2 separate regions of the Mus musculus genome follow, and region 1 is linked to region 2. Evidence: chromatin contacts called from public Hi-C data. All regions are on one chromosome and are shown on one strand. The core of a region is the stretch at or near the end of the contact, and the rest is flanking DNA. Distances in the headings are between cores, read along the strand shown.

Region 1 (3,331 bases), core at 339-2,838, 110 kb after region 2:
GGTCAAAGAACTAATAGAAACAAACAAACAAAAAGAAGTCTCTATTTTTTGCACTCTTTCTTGGCACTTGAGAAAGAAAAAAAAAAAAACTGAGGCAGATCAATCTGTACAATGCTAAACCAAATCTCTTTAATTCCAGTCAGCTTTTATCATTCAGTCGCTGAGTCTCTGTGTGGAAAAATTCATGCTAATTCCCCCTAGCAACAGCTTCAGCCTATCAGGAGACTTTATGTACCGTGCAGCTGCCTGCCAGAATAACTCTAAGTAGGTCAGGCCTGTATTTCTAAAAATGCTACGGTCTAGTAACCCCACTGTCCCGTCTGTCTGCCCTGCCCCATAATAACCTCAATTGCTTGGTGACACAATGACATACTATCCTGTTAGAGTGCAATCACATCATGCTACATTATTCTGCAGGAGCATGGCTGGGTGAAGGACCCTCCGAGGGGCAGCATTAATCAGACAGCCATTCATGTCCACCAGCGTTTCTCTCTAGAAATGGGGACTGCATTAATGACCAGCTGTTTGAACTAACACAAACAAAATAATGTCTTCCACCCTGTTGGGTGCACAGAATACAGCATTCTGATCTGGCAGGTTCCACCTCTTGACTAAATCGAAGATGTAAATTAACTGGGCTCAGACAACATAGGCTTTGGCAATCTTAAAGTGAGTATATTTAAATTATATTACATGTGATTCAAAAAGCTATTGATTTCATATACACGTCTCTCCTTGCCTACAATTTTCCTTAATCCACGTTTTTAAAAGGAAAAGTGCATACACGGGTAACATAATACATATGTGCATATTGTCCAGGGACTCAACTGCAGGGGCTGAACTAAAATTGACTTCGCTTCGGGCAGAGAAACAAAGCTGGTCAGTAGTAATTGTGCAGCATGAACACAAATACAAATACTAAATGCACGCTGCGAAGGAGCACTGAAAACAAATAAGAGTAAACACGCTGAGCCTGCTAGCCAATCAGCTCCTCCCACCAGCTCCTCCTGGAGGCTCCAGAGAACGCCCCACACCTCCAAATAACAGAGACAGGGGATGGAAGGGAAAGGTGCCCTTCAACATCATATAGTGGTATGTCGCTTCCTCACAGGGTTACCAACAAGATAATTGCAAAAAAAGAGCTTCTTCAGCGTATAAATTAAGAATACCAAAACAACTCAGAACCTGCAGTCAGGTTTTAATTCTATAGTAGGGATTTTAGAATCTAATGGGGACATATGTCCTTGGGTGTACTTTTAACTTTCTCCCATTGGCATACAAAAGCGAATGGGTATATACGGAGACAGGACCCCAGCAGTGCAGTACCGGGCTGTTTGGGACGGTATTTTACAGGGACGGAGCTTGCATGCTCAGTCTGCATGCTTATGGGTCCCCTGTTTGATCTAACAAACACCCTCCTATACGCTGAGCATTTCCTGCCAGAAGTTAGGCAGAATCCAGCCAGTGAGATGTGCACTTCAGCCCTGCTTAATTTTCAAACAGAAAATGCCTTCATGTGTCTGCCCTCATTTGAACTGTGCTTGATAACTTAGTTATGACTGTCTTCTGCACTCTGTGGCACACAGCACACAGTTATTCTTGGAGAGATACAGTCTCTGACGCAACCATGAACCGCTAATTACAAGCTGCTGACATTCTGCTCGTCTCTGCAGCTTTGAAGTTCTGCTTTGTCTCATGGCTGTTCCACTGTGCTCCCACCCCTTACCCTCTCCTTTCTCTCTTTCACTTCATAGCCTTTCTGAATGCTCCTCTAGCACAACCTGGAGAAGGAGAAGGGATTATCAGACTTGCTTGCGTTTCTTTCCTCTCCCCACCACATCCTGACACACTCTCTCTCTCTCTCTCTCTCTCTCTCTCTCTCTCTCTCTCTCCCCACATAGATCTACAGTTTGGAAGTACAGTAATAAGATCCTGTCTCCACCCCACCCTCAGGAATGCACCAACAGCTGGCCAAACATAATCCAGCACACAGAGCCGCTTTGTAGAATTTCTAACAAACAGTGGGAGGACAGGCCAGACAGGCGTCCCAGAGGAGCCCCCATGACAACTGGGAAAGCTGCTTGCTCCCGGCTCAGAGCTCAGTTCACCCAGCTCACCCTTATCTATCTACAAGCTTCTAGTACCAGCCAAGCCCCGACAGAGGCAATGAGAGGCCACCCTCCTCCTTCCTACAGCCTCAAGCAGGCTGCAAGCTTTCTTCACACTGACATCAGCCGTGCCCTGCCTCATGCCACACACCCCTGCAAGCTCGACAGCCACAAACCCCAGTGCCAGGATCAGCAGCAGCACCTGTGGTCACCATCTATAGCTGGGTGCCAGGAGGACCCTCCCTTTTCCTTAAAGAATTTCCTTTATTAAGCATAGCTGATCCTAGCATTTGAAAGCATGTAAATCTAACACTGTATCCATCTCCACTGAATGCTTAGCTTCTGAAGCCTGTGGTATCCAGCTGGCCTCAGAGTCATCTGGGATACATTTATTTTGATTAAATTGATCGCATTTCTATTTAAGGGACAGAATTTTTCTGCCATACTGAATACAGCTGTGTTTACAGGGCTCTGTAGGAGAAGAAAACAAAACCGTACAGTGAGCCTTAGCCCAACGCTGAGCACTTAGAACTTCAAGGAGTTAAAACTGAAGGGGTTTGCTATGCCGTTAAAAAGAAAAGTCTATATGCAGCTGCTCTGGCCGAGCTTTCTGGCTAGCCAGGAAATAGGTCTTGAGCAGGAGCTGAAAACACTGGCTTGTAATCAAACCCAACCCAGCAAAGAGTCTCTCTCTTTCTCTCTCTCTCTCTCTCTCTCTCTCTCTCTCTCATATCTCTCTCTGTGTGTGTATGTGTTACACAGTCTCTTCCATGTCTCTACACGCATGCACATGCACTTAAATCCATGCTGCAAGGCTGCTATTTTTCTCTGGGGACACTGTACAGTCACCCAGCCCATCAGTTTCTTCCTTGACAGTACCAGGGACATCCACACTGCAATTTACAGTTCCTCCATGCACGTGCTGGCAGATCCACTATGCCATCCTTCCTTAGATTAAGACTGCGGAGCTGGCAGCAGACAATCTTACGACAGTCAGCATCTCTTCTTTTCCCCTTCCATTTCTCCAGCTCTGCCCTGCCAAGCAGACACAGCAAGTACCTGCTTCATCCATCTTCAGTTCCACTCTCTGAAAAAATGCCACCACATCCAGACCTGGGTTGTCCCCCTCAGACAATCCCAGCGAGCAGCCGGGGTTAGGTGCGTGAGGCAGGGGCGGTGGCTGCCCTCGCCCTGTATGCATATCATCGGTGGGCACTGATGTA
Region 2 (3,274 bases), core at 14-2,513:
TTCCATTATACAAAATAAGTCTCATAGTGAAGTTCAGAATGATAGAAAACGAAATGATGACTTGCAGGGGCTGATAAATGCACTCAGAGTTTCTCCTTCGCAAAGTGAAGAGACCTGGAGATGGCTGATGGTGCTACAGTATGAATGTACTTAATGTCACTGAGCTGTGCATGTAGAAAAGTAAAAGGGAGGCAGGAGGGAGGACATGGGGTGGGGGGGAGGGATAAAGGTTCTTAGTAAGTACCCACTGGGATACAATTTCTACTTCAGAAAAACCTGGGACACTCCTATCACAGTCACTGCTACTGTCACCATTTTACAGAGATGTGAATGGAAGTAGACGTGGAATGAGTAAAGTGTTTGCTCAAAGCTACACAAACAGGAAGTGGCTGGCCCTGGCTGCACATTCAAACTGTCTAGTGAGGGACTTCATAATGTTTCAAACTATATTCTGTCACTTCATAAGCTGGACTGTTTGCTGTGACCCAATGTCAACTTGCAATACCAAGCAAATTAAGACCTTTACTTATTTAAAACTTTTATGGTTGGTCTGTACTTCTGGGATTATAGAAAGGGTCATTCTCTGTCTCTCAGAGTCGTACATTTATGTACCACCATGAATTATATTTACAGTGTTTTTATCATAATGTTCACAGTTTAATTTATTGAAGTTATATATACTTCATGTGAGGTTTGTCTAAGATTCTTGACATATTTGCTATCACATCCCCCACATCGTAACATCCTGATTCTCACTTAAAGCTAAGTAGTTAAGTCATACAACTAGTAAAACTGAAAGTTGCTTCTTAATGTATTCAAGGCCAATATGTATCCCATAATGCCATACCACTCTCTGTTGCCCAACTTTTAATATGCTTACAAGTCACTCAGTTTCCTAATCCTGAGTTTGGCCTTGACTCAAATATCCTTTTAGATACTAGCAATGCCAAGTTATCTTTTATGCAATATATATATTTTGAAAATCTCTTTTCAAAGACAATATTGTTATCAGTTATCTTACCAGCAAGAGCTAGAAGGTGGGACTAATGAGCTCTCACGTCTGACATCTCCTAATCTGTGATTCTCTTATGTAACAGGGTAAAGACTAGAAGCCTTATACAAAAGGTGGAGAAGGAAAAAGGGGAGCATAATTTAGAGGCAGTGAGCTTCCTTAAAACCTTGATGTCTTACTAGAGCCTAATAGGTCTAGCTTTAAAAGTTCAGCCTCTTGGTTTTCACATAACATACCCTTGACTGCGTTTATTATTAATGATCTATGAGGGATGAGGGGGAAAGTCATGTGAATGGAATCCAGAAGCCAAACAACAGCCTCTCAGAAGCAACTGAATCTCGTCCAACTGCAGCATAATTTGGGGAATGAGCTAAAAAGCAGCGCTGCAGAAAATCCGGAGCATTAAATTTAGAGATTTAATCTCTAAAAAGTGTCGCTGGAAATTAGATGGAGAGACAGGTAGAGTGGCGCAGTGTTAAGGTGTGTTCACGGTTTCTGTGTAACCCTGAACTTTCAATCAGTTGGGTCTGGAGGCTCGGAGGCAGATCTCCTTCTTCATCTACTGTTCCCTGGCTCCCTGGTGCTGGCAAACTAAGTCAGGTTTGTGAAGGGTCAAATGTATTGAACTTCTGTCAGACTTTCCAGGGTGGGTAAAAGTCAATGATTTTCATCTTAATCCCAAGGCTACGGTGTGTTCAAATTGGGAAATCTACTCCATATGTTTGTGATATTAGTTCACAGAAGTCCTAAAATGTTTCTTGAGTTTTCCAAGTTTCCTCACCTTTGTAGATTTGCCAGGTTTGAACCATTACAATTATGTATTTGACGATTATTAGCTGACACTAGTGGCCTTTGTGACAATCTAGTCTTTTCAAAGCACTTTTAAAACTTCAGTCTCTTTTACATCCCATGACACTGTCCCCTGTGCAGACACAGTAGCCTAGAGAGGTAAAGGTCTTCAAGTGTGCCCAGTTCTCTATGCCCACAGCTGGGGACTAGACAGAGACTACCCAACTCCAAAATTCAAGTTCTGTTCATCACTAGTTCTAAATCCAGATTTTTTTTTTGATGTGAGAATAGATATTATGTCTAAAATACGGACTATGCCCTGGTTTGAAAGGACAGAGAGCCCTGCAATGCTCAGCCTAGCACATTTCCCAGGTGACCTTGCAGAGATGGTAATATCAGATGGTTGGTAACTTATACAGCAGAATCTATTTATGTTGACTTTTGAAGCTGTAAATTAAATCACTCTGGGTGAAAGAAAATATAAGCAGTTTGAATTTGAACCCAAAACTTTTTTTCTACATGGGTGCTGGTACTTTGAGTGTGGCCCTCATAGTTAAACAGCAACTGCTACTAGATACTGAGCCATTTACCAGCCATAATTTTAAAACAACAACATTTAAAAAATTACTTTGACTCCTTTTCCTTTACATTAAATTGTTCTTTCAAGTGTGGTAAATATTTCCAAAGTTTCTAGAATATAAAGTGCAAACTGTTTCCCCCATAGCTGACATTTGCTCGCTTGGCAAACACTTGAGATCACTTTTTTTTAAGCCAACATGGAGAGATGATGTTGCTTGATCAAGAAAGCAAGAGAGATTTACAGGGCCAAGCTGACTTGCTGTGACTCACCAGCTCCTGACTTTGTTTGCATGAAGTTCTGTGTTATCTGTTATCTGAAGAAAACAGATATCTGACTCACTCTGGGAATATGCTAGCAGAACCTCCATCTAGCACAATAGAATATCACCAGCCATTCTCAAGGGCAAGAACTAAAAAACATGACAGCTAAAAGGTTAGAAGAGCAGAAAATAGTTTTAAGCATCTAGTCTATGCCAGATCCTGTGGCCAGTATTTCACAGAAGGCTAAGGTATTTCTTCTGGGATCTCCCAAACCTTCTTGGCTTTTTAGGTTTGGTACATTTGAACCATTGCAATTATGTATTTGATGCTTATTGTTGAACAAAGGGTGACCTTTGTGACATCACCTCCTACATAGGAAATGAAAGCTTTAGATAGAGCTAAGCTCTAACTCTAACTCCTTCTCATTTCATTAAACAGTGGACCTACATTTTAAAATGCATATGAAATACTCACTTAACTGGACTTCCATGCCCTAACAGCTATGATGAACGAATTCTTATAGAGTAATTCACACAGACATAGAACTTACCCAGTAAACATATTTTTTAATGAGGCTGACCAAAGCACACTCACATGGCCATTTAAACAGGTAAGGTGATCATTGTATTTCTT

The links. Hi-C and Micro-C count contacts between places; a contact is called where the count stands out from the background.
Region 1: a Hi-C map of uterus shows a contact between it and region 2, with 2.2 times the contacts expected there. The contact joins two enhancer-like sites. A contact is called at or near these places in 9 of 484 Hi-C or Micro-C datasets (the HL-1 cell line, the N1E-115 cell line, embryonic fibroblasts and 3 more) and 2 of 115 datasets of contacts at active chromatin or transcription factors (the SCID.adh cell line and pancreatic cancer cells).

The regions. Positions count from the first base shown.
Region 1 is chr13:28,416,098-28,419,428 of GRCm38.p6, forward strand. It overlaps Gm40841 (a long non-coding RNA gene), which reads right to left. Exons shown (of 3, transcript XR_003950511.1): 1 at 2,988-3,331. Among named protein-coding and RNA genes, the nearest start is that of Gm40841, 3.7 kb to the right of the region's middle. Within about 2 kb of position 1,589, at least 225 of the 459 cell types and tissues checked have an H3K27ac peak or open chromatin away from gene starts, as enhancers often do. A contact at or near this core is called in the HL-1 cell line, granulosa cells, pancreatic cancer cells and 1 more, where this site is marked.
Region 2 is chr13:28,310,993-28,314,266 of GRCm38.p6, forward strand. No RefSeq gene overlaps it. Among named protein-coding and RNA genes, the nearest start is that of Gm34385, 17 kb to the left of the region's middle. Within about 2 kb of position 1,264, at least 37 of the 459 cell types and tissues checked have an H3K27ac peak or open chromatin away from gene starts, as enhancers often do. A contact at or near this core is called in the HL-1 cell line, granulosa cells, pancreatic cancer cells and 1 more, where this site is marked.